Linked DNA regions of Gossypium hirsutum: regions 1 and 3 are each linked to region 2. A link is a contact called in public Hi-C data. All regions are on one chromosome and are shown on one strand. The core of a region is the stretch at or near the end of the contact, and the rest is flanking DNA. Distances in the headings are between cores, read along the strand shown.

Evidence for each region. Hi-C and Micro-C count contacts between places; a contact is called where the count stands out from the background.
Region 1: a contact with region 2 is called in a Hi-C map of leaf, with 1.8 times the contacts expected there. The contact joins the promoter of LOC107920449 here to the promoter of LOC107893669 in region 2. A contact is called at or near these places in 2 of 34 Hi-C or Micro-C datasets (both in leaf).
Region 3: a contact with region 2 is called in a Hi-C map of leaf, with 2.1 times the contacts expected there. The contact joins the promoter of LOC107893926 here to the promoter of LOC107893669 in region 2. A contact is called at or near these places in 3 of 34 Hi-C or Micro-C datasets (callus and leaf).

Annotation. Positions count from the first base shown.
Region 1 is chrA13:32,651,516-32,656,022 of Gossypium_hirsutum_v2.1, reverse strand. It overlaps LOC107920449 (clp protease adapter protein ClpF, chloroplastic), which reads right to left and starts at 3,214. Exons shown (of 8, transcript XM_016850179.2): 1 at 2,546-3,214; 2 at 2,353-2,412; 3 at 1,990-2,084; 4 at 1,664-1,836; 5 at 1,172-1,284; 6 at 60-105. The coding sequence starts at 2,881. It overlaps LOC121212699 (protein GDAP2 homolog), which reads right to left. Exons shown (of 15, transcript XM_041086008.1): 12 at 4,466-4,507; 13 at 4,311-4,382; 14 at 4,122-4,213; 15 at 3,466-3,925. The coding sequence ends at 3,850.
Region 2 is chrA13:32,209,185-32,213,940 of Gossypium_hirsutum_v2.1, reverse strand. It overlaps LOC107893669, which reads right to left and starts at 3,427. Exons shown (of 1, transcript XM_016818726.2): 1 at 1,176-3,427. The coding sequence starts at 2,890. The coding sequence ends at 1,445.
Region 3 is chrA13:32,546,561-32,551,501 of Gossypium_hirsutum_v2.1, reverse strand. LOC107893926 (probable inactive purple acid phosphatase 2) reads left to right here and starts at 1,739. Exons shown (of 2, transcript XM_016819072.2): 1 at 1,739-2,607; 2 at 3,459-4,941. The coding sequence starts at 1,921. The coding sequence ends at 4,739.

The DNA.
Region 1 (4,507 bases), core at 1,965-4,464, 440 kb before region 2:
AGACAAAGGTAAACTATATCAAAAGGAATCAAGCCAACAGCAATACTGAAATGCTTTACCATATGCTACTAGTAGATTGGGGTCAGCATATACATCAACCAAGACCTGGCAAACAACACAGACCACATTAGAATATATGGTTAAATCAGCCCATTCTATATCATGCATGCTCTTTGTCGTAGTTGCTGCTATTTTATAGATTTGTATTTCGGTACTATGGAGTTTAACCCTTATTAGTGTACTCTAATGAAAAATCTTTCCGGGTAAAGCAAATTATTTCCTCCAATTTCTCAGAATCTTTGAACATTATCACTGCAATAAATCATGGTAAGTTTTGATAAAGTTTTTTTCTGAATAGGGACAGTCTACTTTTCCGGGCAAAGCACGCAACAGCTATCCCCTCTCTTTCTGTAGTACATGATCCTATCAATATTACAAGGAAAAATTGTCTATGATTAACTGACCTTATACCACATAAAAAGCATGTTCTTATTTAGTTGACAATGTAAGAAACAATATGAATGATAATTAACATTTTTTATAACTGAAAATTTTAAATAAAGGTTCTTTTATTTTTTGGTAATCTTTTTGAGGCAGGAAAAGCACATTCCCTGAATATTAAACAAAGACGGCATGTAAATATTGTGGATGCCATCAGCGCATCCTCAATGCTGGAATGACCTGGCAATACACACTAACATGCACTAAAGGAAATAAGTTTCCAGTGGCAGAGACTAACTGGTTATTCAATTGATAGTCAGAACGGAAAAGCAATGAGGGTCAAGTGTATAAGGTCCAAAATTTGAACAATCATCAACTAGAAAATAGGCAAAGAGAAGTTAGCGCACTATTGAACTTGGTCATATTTGTTTATTGCATGGTAAAATCTTACAGGAAGCACTCATAAAGCCTACCAGGATTTTTCTGATCCAAATGCTTATTGTTTCTGTATAGAAATTATGTTTTATTGGTTTCTATGTCATAATAATATATCCATACCAAAAGAGAAAGTTCATTGACCATTGCAAAACTTAGGAGGCTTCAAGAAAAGAAGAGCAGATATAACAGGTCATACATGGGGTTCATTGCATTGAAAGCTAAATATTATCTCGATTATAAGAAAAGAATACTGCTCATTCCAGATGAATTTAAATATAAGTACTAATCAAACCTGATAAAATGGCTGATTAGAACCATGAGACAACTTTTCAACCTGTGCAGCTTCCATCCATGTACTTGATTCACAGCACACTGGATCCATCCCACAAATTACAGCTCGATAACCTGGATAATATAAACAAGTAGGGAATGACAAGACAAGAGGACAAGAACCTTGTATTAATGCTTGTCACAGTAAATCTCGATGGATGTAATACTTTACAGGGTTGTACTTCGCTCTCATCTTCTCTCTGTCCTATCTTTCTCTATCTTTAGAAAGAAGGGTGGGATTTTGGGGGAGGGAGAGGGAGGCTGAGCGAGTACAAAAGCTGTAGCACATCGACAAGCAATAGCATACTGAAATATAAAGGAATTATTAAATAGAAAAGGAAAAAGAAATCAATTCCCAATAGTGGAATTTAGGGTAAAGGGATGGAGGAGAAGAAACAAAGGGAGGAAATTAATAGCTGATATAATTTACTGGAAATCATGTTTGATGGTATACCAAAAAATTTATGCTGAACTTTCTGTCCCAAACGAAAAGCGTATTGTGCCTTTTCATATGCCAATGCTTTTGCAGATGCAGCCAAAGATTCAGCCTCGAGTATAGAAATGTCATCCCGTAATTGAGCTGCCAAAGCATAATTTTCATTCTCGATTGCATTGTGCAGTTCTCCACTGCAATGAAACAAAGAAAATGAATAGCCTGAAGCACTCAAGTGTATCTAAATAAAAAATAAAAAAGAAGATACTCCAAATCCTCAATCTCTCATAAAAATCAATACTCTGCACTATAAGAAGAGTGCATATAACATAAGCGAGGGACCTCACCGTAGACGCACAAGACTTAGTGCCTTATCTTGAGCTTCACTCTTTGAGGACAAACCTCTTTTTGCTTCTTGCTGCTTGAGGATTTCTGCTTCAACCTTCATAGCAGAACACTTGTTAATGAAAAGACACTTACGTACACATGTCTCAGCTCCATTTTTTATGAACAAACTTGGATACACATTGTACCAACCAAGCTTACATAAATTCATGATACTAAATAATGAAATAAAGAACTGATGCATGCAAAATGAGTACAAAGAAAACTAAAAATCTACCATAGTAATCATTTCATTAACAACTAATAGCCAGTGGAAAGCTTCCAAAAGAGTCCAACAATTAATATCAGGTCTTCTAAGTTCTAACCTCAGTAAGCTTGTTTCTAAGTTGCTGTGCAAATTCATATTCTTCCAAGTTCAAAGCACGCTGCAAATCCACAGAAAAACAACATAAAAAATGACCGAATCCTATAAACTGAGAGATAAACAGAAATAACTATTAATAAAAGATAAAATTCATATCATAGATGAAAAAAAAACACAAGCTCACATCACCAAACCTGAACTTGAGTAGCCAAGTCTAATTGGAAAAAGAAAATCAGTATATCTTCATTAGCAGTCTCACTACGCTCTGAGCTTGCACCCAATTCCCGGTCACCTCCTTTAAACGGCCAACCAACTTTAACCCCAAAGTTCCTTTTCTTCATCAAATTGGGATTGCCATTAAAGTAAAAACTTGGTACATACCCATGCCAGAAATATTGTCTACTAATCCCATATTTCATATGACCTTTTCCAATTATCTCAAATTGCCGCCTCCCGCCTACTTCTGTTCCATAAATAGCCGTGTTTCCAGAGGTTGTTAAAGTACTGCTTAATGAAAGGGTCTGCACCATTTTTCTTGGAAAACAAAATGATTTTTTTTCCTCTTTCTTGATTGAAACCAACTAAAATGAAATTCTGGGCATTTAATTTCGTCCTCACAAAATTAATTTCAGGCTTTTTATATCAAAAAGAAAAAGGAGAAACTTCATTAATTTCAGGCTTTCAGCGACTCAGATGAAGGGAAGGGGAGAATTAAAAATAAACAAAAATAAAAATAAAGATAAAAAAAATTATATGCAATCTGTGGATTACAGGATCGAGTGTGTTATTGAACAGAATCCTGACACGTAAGATTCCTTAGGCCCGATAGGCCAGCAACCAACTTGGATCATTTCTTGCCTCTGTTACTGGGCTGGAGCAAAGAAATATTGATTCTATTTTATTCAAAATAAATTATATTTTTTTGATTATTTTTAAATGTATTTGATTCAAATTGGATTTCTGTTTACAGGTTGAATTTTATTTTTACTTAATTTATAATTTCTTAGTTTTATAGTGCAAAAATAAATATTTATATTTTAAATGAGTGAAAATAACTTTAAAATGCTTTTTAAAAAAAATAAAAATAAAAAACGACAGATTTGAACGGTAATGATTCATTTAAAAAATGAAGTACAAATTAGAATTCAAAGCTCAACACTTACAATCTGATCTGTCTAAAGTCGACCATGTCCATAATCGACAGATTCAAAACCCCGACAATCCCTTCCCCTCTTTAAAACATGCCAAGAAAGAGTCCACTTTCTCAGGATGTAGTGCAACATGTTGAAATCAAATAGAAAAGCTCACATCACCATGAAATATATATTATTAACAAACATATCATTGCTCAAAAAATAAAACGAAAAAAAAAGAAACATATCTACATGAAAAACCAAACACAACCAACCCACTACCTGCCTACAAATACAAGGTGATGAGGAAATCAAACCAAGAATTACTGGCTTTCATCAACTCTGAAACTGTGTATTTAAATGTTCTATGGTCGATGATATATGTATTTCGTTCGAGGGTCTACAATAAGACCCTTTCCACCGTTCACTTCTATATCGTGCCTGCAATATCAGTGTTAACCAAATGCTTAGAATCATTTCTATCAACATACAATATAACTAAGCTGAATCATGAAAAAAAACTGTTGGATAACTTGATTGGATTGTAGGACTGCATAAGAACATCCATTGCCAAAAGACTATAAATGATGCTATGTTTCGTTTTATATGATAAAAGGATAAAACTAGAACACTCAACTGAAACACGAAATCAGGGATGGTCAACTGCTCGCGAGGAACATATTTGAATAGCTGCAGAAGCCTATCAACATATACCACTTTCTTCCACACCTGTATATCATTTCCAAGAACATCAAGTTACCAAGATTCCTCAGCAGTAACATCAGTCTTCAAATGAGAGAAATAGTTAAGACTTAAGACATACCACCTTATCCACGAACATTTGCAGAGCAAAAATTGCAGTCTTCAAGTGAAATGTAGGATGGAGAACATATATTGCCTTTGCAAAACATGTAAAATGATAAAATAACTATTGTTGTGTATGAATACTAAAAACATTAGGAATAGAAAGTGCCTACATACATGCAGGTTACGTTGGTGTTTCCGACCAAGTATTTGCTGTAA
Region 2 (4,756 bases), core at 2,178-4,677:
GGAATCAATGTTCAAGTACCGACCTGACAAGAAAAAGGAAAACTAAAGTACCAACTTAAGAAAAGGCACAAAGTCCAGGGGCCTAAAATTGCTTTATCCCAAAATAAAAAATTTGCAAATTTTTCAGTATTCCAAGCACCAAGTTTGAAAGAAGATAAAAATGGACATTTGAGCCCAATTTGGAATTTTCCATCATTTTGTAGTGGGCTCATCTATGATTGGGCCATTAAAAAAACCCTAAATTCAATGGCCTAAATCACTATAATCAACATGAAAAACCTTTAACTAATTTACACATAGTCTCTTTCTCAAGTAGACACACAATCAATAGATAAGAGAATATAATAATGAGCAACCAACAAAAGGGTCATGGTGTGCTGTTATAAAGAAATATGCTGCTCTGTCCAATTAAATGGTATAAAAAATGAGATTGGGTTTGTTTTGTTTAATTGCATTCTGTCAATATGAGTACTCTTCCAAGTTATTTGAATTCGGATGCAGAGTGTTGAATAAAAAAAAATTCCTTCAAATAAATAAAATAGTCCAACTACTCAATAATATCTTCACCTCTTTCAATGCCATCTCAAATAGCTCAAAGATTTTTCATTTCTACCTACTTTTACATGCCTAGCATTGGGGGGTTGACCTAAATTCTTGAACTATATTTAAAGGAAAGAGAATAATGTGAGAAACAAAGCTCCTTTCTCCGTTCTTTTGTTCATTGACAGACAAGGTCTGTTAAGATGGAGAAACTTAATCTTTTGTTATTAACAAAAAGGAGAGCATTAAAATTGATCTTATGTCATTTCCCAAACAGTACATATATGTGTGGGGGTGTGTGTATGTGCTTAAAAATGCAACCTATTGGAGTGTCTAAATATGTGTAGAAAGTAGCAAATAAATGGCGTGTACAGTTCTTGGGGCATGTGAATTTAGGGGAAACTTCATTTCCACTCCTTAGAATGAAGCTTTCTTTAATGTTTTCCCCAAAAAGCAGGTGGTCCTTGGCTCTTCTTTAAAAACAACACTTCAACAGTGAGATTGGTTGTATCAAAGGATAACATATGATAGCCTACCTATTTATCAAATGCTTTTATCATACAAGTTAAAATCAGAAGCTGCTGTTTTTTGCTTCCTACAAGACTCTATATTTGACAGATTTGAAAGAGTACTGAAAAAAAAAAAAACCATAGTTGAGAATGTTACAAAAAAGATGGACAATGAATTGAAAAGTTGTGTAAGCATGAAGATACATGTTCAAGAACATAGATAAAATTTTAAAAAGGAGAAAAAGGGGAACATTTACCTTAGCAAAAAAAACCATATTGAATCAGAAGCCAAAGAGAAACACCAAAAGAGTAAATTGTTCATTTGTACACTGTAAATTCTCTTGCATGTTCCTCATCTTAGCAAAGAGATCATGGTTGTGGTGCTTTCTAAACAGCTACCATGGGATGAACCCAGAATTCTCCATTGCATCTTCTTCAAGAGAAGCTGGAAGGTTAAGGTCAATGAGAGCTGGTAATGGCATATCTGGTGAGTCTTGTTTGATGACCAATGTTGTCTCCTCTGAACCCCCAGCAAAATGGGACCTTTTGTGACCTCCTAAAGCTTGGCCTGACTTGAAAACCCTGAAGCAGAAAGGGCATACATGCCCTTTGTTTTTCTTTGACCCCAATCTTTTCTCAGCATTGCCATTTGACAACTTGGTAGCAGCCATTGGAGCATGAAAAGAACCATTTGCTAAGCTGTCTTCACCTCTATCATGTATTGACTCAAGTTTGGTTCCCTTTGGAGAACTGGAATAATCTTTCTTCCCACTTCTTAAACCATACTTAGTCAAAGCTCTATCATCTTGATTATCCCCTACTTCACTAACCAAATCCTTTGGGAATTCAGTTTTCACGTACTTGAATTTACTCCTATTTTTACCAAGTGTTGCATCAAAGTCTTCAAATCCAGATCTAGACTTTACCTTGAGTTTCTTACATTCAACATTGTTGGTAACCCCATTGCTTGAAACATCTGGTTCCACCTTCTTGGGCCCATTCCTAAAATACCCAGAATCAGAATTTTCAGAACAAGGACCAGACCCAGAAGATTTCAGCTTGATGACTCCTTGTTTTTTCATCTTCAAAAGCTCACCACCATTGTTAGCATTCTTAACAGTAATCCTCAAATCTATGGAGGATGACTTAGCCTCCAGAACGACAGAGTTGTTGTCTGAAGAATCAGCAACTGAATTCAGCCCTTTCTTACAACCAGAATCCCTTGACAGCATCATTAAACACATAGCAACCTCTTCCTGTTCTTGTTCTTCAATCTCTGATACAGATGACGAACCATTTGCCAAAGAGACTGAATTATTAGAGTAAACACCTCCTATTTTGCACCTTATCCTCTTGGATCTCCTCCTCCTACTTGGAGTTGATATTTCAGTATCTGATTGACTATCCACAACCAGCTTCTGTTTCTCAGTGTTACCCCAATGATCCTCAAGTTTCTGAAAGACCCTTTCTTTGTCTGAGTGACAAGCCATGTGACCACAAAGAGCTTTCAATGATTGGAAACCCTTACCACATTCTTTACAAATCATCTCTTTGAGTACAGAACCATTGCCTAAATCAGAAAATCTCTTGCTTTTCTTGGGGTTCTCCCTTAGATCATAAGTTGCAGATTGGCCACCACCAGCTTCAGCCTCAGCAGCTCTCTTTATGTTCCTAGAACAGAAAAGCTGCTGGTTGTTTATGGAGATTTCAGCCTTTTCCTCTGCTTCACCAAGATTCTCAGTATTCATGTGAGTCCTTATGTGACCTCCTAAGGACTTCCCACATGGATACCCTTTGTTGCAAAACTTGCAAACAAACTTCTTTCCTTGATTTTGCTCCATTAAAAAATATTTTGATCACTTAAAAACTGAAAATACCCAGTGAACCAAACCGGAACCGTGACTCATTTCTTGCATTTCCTTTCATCCATCTTTGTTGTGAGAAACCAAGAACACAGATCAAGGAACAGAGAGAGAAAAAAAACAGATCACAAAAAAGTTGCTTGCTTTAGTTTCAGTGAAGATGATAAAAAAACGAGAATCAGCAGCTGAGATGTGACAGGTTCTCTGTTTCAAGTACAACAAAGAGATCCGACCCACAACAAAAAGAGACCCTTTTTAAAAATCCCATTTCTTTTGCTCATCTCAAAATTGTTTAAACCCAGAAAAAAAAATCAAACATTTTATAAAGAAGGGTCGCTAATGATGGCGATGAAGAGGCTTACAAGAGGAACAAAAGAAATAAAATAAAATACCCCAAGACTGTTTCTGTTTCTCTCTCTCTAGATACCCTTTTGGTGTGTGTGTGTGTGTGTGTTGTAGTTGGAGGAGAATTCCATGCATGGTAGCAAAAGGATTTAAAAGGGAAGAAAAAGAGAGAGAGAGCACGTGTATTGAAGTGAGAAGCATCAGGTAAAAGGGAGGATTGAACGGTCAAGATTTTTTTAAGGATCCCAATGAGTGAGGAGTTTTTCTTATGGCTACAACATCCAAACGATGCCTTAACTTTGTCTTGCTTGTTGTAAAGCTCACTCACACAAAAGGGGCAGAATCTCCAACCATTGTTTGCTTTTCAGTTTCTTCCCTTACCCTCCACTATAACACATACATACATTTCATTGTACAATATGCCAACATGTTACATTGTGGTTGGGCCCCCTTTTCTTCTTCTTTTTCCTTTTTTTTTTAAGAAATTTCATCCCCTATTCATAATATGGTTCAAATTTATCCATTAGTTTAGGCATTAAGTCCTCCTCAATTTTCTCACTCCTCTTTTTTTAATTATTTGCACTTGAAGTCCTCAAACTATGACTCAAACTCTAAATTAATTTTCAAACATCAAAACGTTCTAATTGAGTTTTTAAAGTACTAGTATCATATCAATCAAGTTTTTCATTTGCCTAGCCATTAAGTGTCAACTCAAATCTGACTTAAATCATATTTAAAACACATGAATTTTATTCTAAACATATGTATACATATTGCATAAGCAACTTGGACCCAAGCTATATCATATGACTCTAAGTTTTCCATGAATCTTATTAACGCTATCTTTTTTTTAACACATTAGATTCAAACTGTTCATACAACAAGTCACAAATATTTATAACTTGATTCATATATTTTAAATATACTTTACATCATATTCAATGTGGCATGCAATGCTTAAATTGACAATTAGTCTAGCAGAATGATCTCATTAATATAATATTGGTTCTTGATTTGCCATAATACCATGTAGCAGATTAAACTAGTTTTCGTACTTAAAGAGCTTGAATACAAGCATTTTTATTATGTTTTAGTTAAGTTTTCCATATTTGGTTTGAATTTAATAAAACATGTATTTTGAGTTTTTTTATGACCTTAAGGGTCGAATGAGGCCTAAAGGTGAGCTAATGTATGTACTTAGTGAGTGTGCAGGACACCATTCAAAGGCATAGAAACTTAAGGCTGGTTGTTGTGTTGCAACACGAGAAGTTCAATGTCGCAACATAGGGATCAAAATACAAGAATTTCAAGTTTGCCTTTGATGTCGCAACATAGCCATAGGATGTCATGACATACCCTTGTAGCAAAACCTGAACCAGGCATACTGCCTTCAATATCACGACACGGCACTAGGGTGTCACGACACCGGCCCTGTATGGGAACAGTTACGAGTGAGGGGCGCTTTGGTCCACATAATGGAAATTAACACGAAAACATTAG
Region 3 (4,941 bases), core at 490-2,989, 340 kb before region 2:
CCCCAAAATTGAATTTTTCAATACCATTGAAATTTGTTTTGTTAAATAACCAAAGTCAATTCATTAAAAGTTGTAAACTCTTATTTTCATCATTCACTTTTACAAACGCATTTTTAGTGAAAATAACTTTTTATTGTTTTTTATTTTTCATTTTCTAAGAATCATTTTTAAAATTTTTAACCAAACATGTTTCTTCAATGTTTTCCATTTTCAAGAAAACTAAAATGGCATCTGTTTCCATAACTAACCAATTTTTTTAACACTTTTTCAAACAAGCCCTACTTAAAAAATTATAATTAATCTTAAGTTTCATTGTGTAAATTTTAATTATTATTATTTAAATATATTATAATTACTAAGTATTTATATTTATATCATTATTTAAGCTTTTGATCGAGTTGTTGTCATTCGTCAATAGAACATTAATTTAGTTGAAACATGACTAAAAGTCTATTGTTTTTATAAAATAACAAATATTGATATAATAGTGTTTTTTACTTTTATATATATTTTTATAAAATATTACTATGGTAAGATTTAAACTTAAAATACCATAATATTTAATGTTTTAATTTCACTATTTTAACTAAAGACTTATCTACAAATATATTTCTTACAGAATTTTTCATTTAATTCGTGAGGATTTCATAATTTAATGTTGTATTGTCAATTAATTCATAACTTGATTGACATTGATATTGATATTAATGCTAAGTTTAAGTGTGCTGATTAATAATGATTTTTGAATCAAACGGTTCAAAGACCATCTTCTAATTGGTAACCCCAATTAATTCTTGATTCAACAGATCTGATTTGGTTCAAATAACATTAAACTAATGTCATCGTATAACAGGAAGAAAAAAAATCACCCTGCCACTTTAACAATAACAACAACTAAACAGTGTCATAAATTGTACATACTAATAACAAAATTAAATAGATGTAGCATTAATACATGTAAGATTGAAAGAACATAATTGATCTATTAAAACGGACTTTTTGTTATATTATATACCTGCTTCAAAGTTGACACCTTCATATCTCGACTTTCACTTCTACTCTCATATTCTACAGGTTCCTTCCTTCTCTCAATCCTCATTTATCAAAATTTCAAAATTTTATATATCTTGCTTTCACTTTAAAATTATATTTAAAAATAGTATGTTATTTTTAAATTAAAAAAATTTAAGTACCATTATTTTAATATATGAAAATTTAAAATTATAAAAAAATTGAAATAAACTTATTTCTTAGGAATTTTGATTGAGTTTAAATCCTGAAATCATTATTGCTGAATAGGCTTCATCTAAATATCACTCTCGACTTGAATAGGACTAGACTCAATCAAATTATAAAATGAACAAAAAGTTTTAAAATTCCTTTTAAACCTACAAACTAGTTTTAATATTGATACTCTCTTTTCAATAATACAGAATTATAGATTTATAATTCTAATTCTCAAGTTTTTAATATTTAAAAAGATAATATATTATGTCTTAAAAAATATTCAACACTCACTTTCTAAATTTTTAAAAGATAATTAGCATACTAAAATAATAAATTTAAATATTTTAAACAATACAATTTTAAATTTTAAAAATAACATAATATTTTTAAATATAAATGGACTAAATTGAAAATTTGATAAACTTTTAGAGACCAATTATGATATTATTACATGTTTTTTATTTTTTATATGAGTATATGGACAAATGTTTATTTTGCTAAATAATTGAAAAGTCATCCACTTTTGCTAAATATATAAAAATGGCACTCAATTATAATCTTCCTCAAAAAGAAATATGCCTAATCCTTTATTCAAAGCCCATACATTTCTCTATTTCCCAAAAAAAAAAGGCCCATACTTGTTTCTTTCGCTTTTATTGCAATCCTCAACTTGATTAACTTCCGTTATCCGCCATGAATATGATCTTGCTTTTCTTCTTCCTTCCTTTAATCTCTCAAGTCCGACCCGAACCCATCCTCACCGTCAACCCCAAAACTCTTTCTAAATCGGGTAATTCGGTTCACATCCAATGGTCCGGCATCGAGTCACCGTCCAAGCTCGACTGGCTCGGTCTCTACTCGCCCCCCGACTCACCCCACGACAACTTCATCGGTTACAAGTTCCTTTCATCTTCTTCCTCAACTTGGGAATCTGGAGCGGGCTCCATTTCTCTCCCCCTCACCTCCCTCCGCTCTAACTACTCCTTCCGGATCTTCCGCTGGACCGAATCCGAGGTCAACCCGGAAATCCACGACCAGGATCATAATCCCCTCCCGGGCACGAAGCACTTGTTGGCGGAATCCGAGACGGTGGGTTTCGAATTGGGTCGTGGGCCGGGGCAGATCCACTTGTCGTTGACCGGTCGGGAAAGGGAGATGCGGGTGATGTTCGTTGCGGAGGACCCGGAGGAGAGGCAGGTGAGGTACGGAGAGAAGGAAGGAGAGTGGGAAGGTGACGTAGCGGTGGCACGTGTGGGGAGGTACGAGAGGGAAGACATGTGTCACGCGCCGGCCAATGAGAGCGTTGGTTGGAGAGATCCTGGTTGGATATTTGACGCTGTCATGTCGGGTTTAAAGGGTGGGGTGAAATACTATTATCAGGTAATTAAATGCTAAATTTGGAGATGTTTTGAACTACATTTTGTTCCAACTAAAAAACGCCTTCTTCATTCAAATGGTTGTGCTACAATGCTGAGCTCCTTGTCTTGAATTACAATTTCCTTTTTATCATGTTACATCTATAACCATAATAATATTTGAAGTAGATATGCTTTATGCTTATTGTTGTTATAGATGAAGGATAAAATAAAACATAAGAATTTAGTTTTCTGACAAGCATGACATTTATAATAAATGTTGTTATAGAAAGAGCTTAGTCCTGATGAAGGAGAGGGTGGGCCTAGGTTCGAAGTTTGAATCTTTGATCTAGTGCTATGGTCATGGGACCATTGGCCTGCAGCATATTGTGTATCTGCTCAAAGTGTTTTTTTTTTTTTTGATAAGCTGTGTAGTGCACACACTTATGTATTTAAAGATTCTCTTTTCCTTTTCAATGTGGACTCGGGTAGTTATTAGTGGCTCTAATACCACTTGTCACGGAGCTATTGCTTTCTTCCCAAACATGTTTGATAGGATTTGTAGCATATCTGCTTTTATATATATATATATATATCCAAAAAGACCTTTCCTTCCTTTCTGAGGTGGAATTAGTATCCTTTGCCTACTTAGTGACGCTATCAGTAGGTGGCTAGTTATCAATTCAAGTTAATTCATATGATATGTTGAGTGTGATTCTTCTATTTTTTATCATGTCAACTTCAATTACACGTTGTTTCCTTGTTACATGGCAGGACTAATGAAAAGTATTGAAGCATATTTTTCCCTCAAGACATTGTTGTACTTTCAATTAAACTTTCATGGTTAATTTAGCTCTGGTTTGCACATTCTAACAGGTTGGAAGCGAGTCTAAAGGTTGGAGCACGACACATAGCTTTGTGTCATGGGACAAAAGTTCAAATGAAACAATAGCCTTCCTATTTGGAGACATGGGGACTGCTACACCCTACTTAACCTTTAGTCGCACACAAGATGAAAGCATATCAACCATTAAGTGGATCCTGCGTGACCTTGAAGCTCTTGGAGATAAGCCTACTTTCATTTCCCATATCGGGGATATCAGCTATGCAAGAGGCTATTCATGGTTGTGGGATGAATTTTTCAACTTAATTGAGCCTGTTGCCTCCAAGGTGCCGTATCTTGTGTGCATTGGCAATCATGAATATGATTGGCCTTCACAGCCTTGGAAACCTGACTGGGCCAATTTAATTTATGGAACTGATGGAGGTGGTGAATGTGGGGTTCCCTACAGCCTTAGATTCAATATGCCTGGCAACTCTTCAGAACCAACTGGAACCCGTGCTCCAGCCACCCGAAACCTTTACTACTCATTTGATATGGGGCCAGTTCATTTTGTGTACATGTCAACCGAGACCAATTTCCTTCCGGGAAGCAGCCAATATGACTTTCTGAAGCATGATCTAGAGTCGGTTGATCGGATGAAGACCCCTTTTGTTGTAGTTCAAGGGCATAGACCAATGTACACTACAAGTTTCGAAAGTAGGGACGCCCCATTGAGAGAGAAAATGCTTGAGCATTTGGAACCTTTATTTGTGAAAAACAATGTGAACCTTGCATTATGGGGCCATGTTCATCGGTACGAGAGGTTTTGTCCATTGAAGAACTTCACATGTGGAAGCATGGGGCAGAAGGGGAAGGATTGGGAGGCATTTCCAGTTCATGTTGTGATTGGGATGGCAGGACAAGACTGGCAACCAACATGGGAACCTCGACCAGACCATCCACACGATCCCGTCTACCCACAACCCAAGAGGTCTTTGTACCGCACAGGCGAGTTTGGGTACACTAGATTAATTGCTACAAAAGAGAAACTTACACTATCGTTGGTAGGAAACCATGACGGGGAGGTGCATGACATGGTTGAGATTTTGGCATCTGGGCAAGTTCTCAATGGTGGTGATGATAACAATGGTAAAGTCGGAGCAGTCCATAAGGTTGATGATGTGACACGGTACTCATTTTCACACTATGTCTGGGGTGGTAGTGTCTTGGTGCTTGGTGGTTTTGTTGGCTATGTTCTGGGTTTCGTTTCACATGCTATGAGACAAATTGCAACAGAAAGAGGCTGGACTTCCTTGAAAACCGAGGAGCAATGAACAGCTACTGTGTGCTTCAAATTATCAAATCCTATTTGCAGTGACATAATGGTGCTTTCATGCTATTTGCAGGGTATGGTGCCTTAATGTTTCTCTAAATTTGTATCTTCTGTACATCTTCCTTGGAATATTTGTATCAACGTATTCACATAAAAAAATTAGGGTTCCAGTTTGTGTTTTTATTTTCATCCGTACTTCAAAG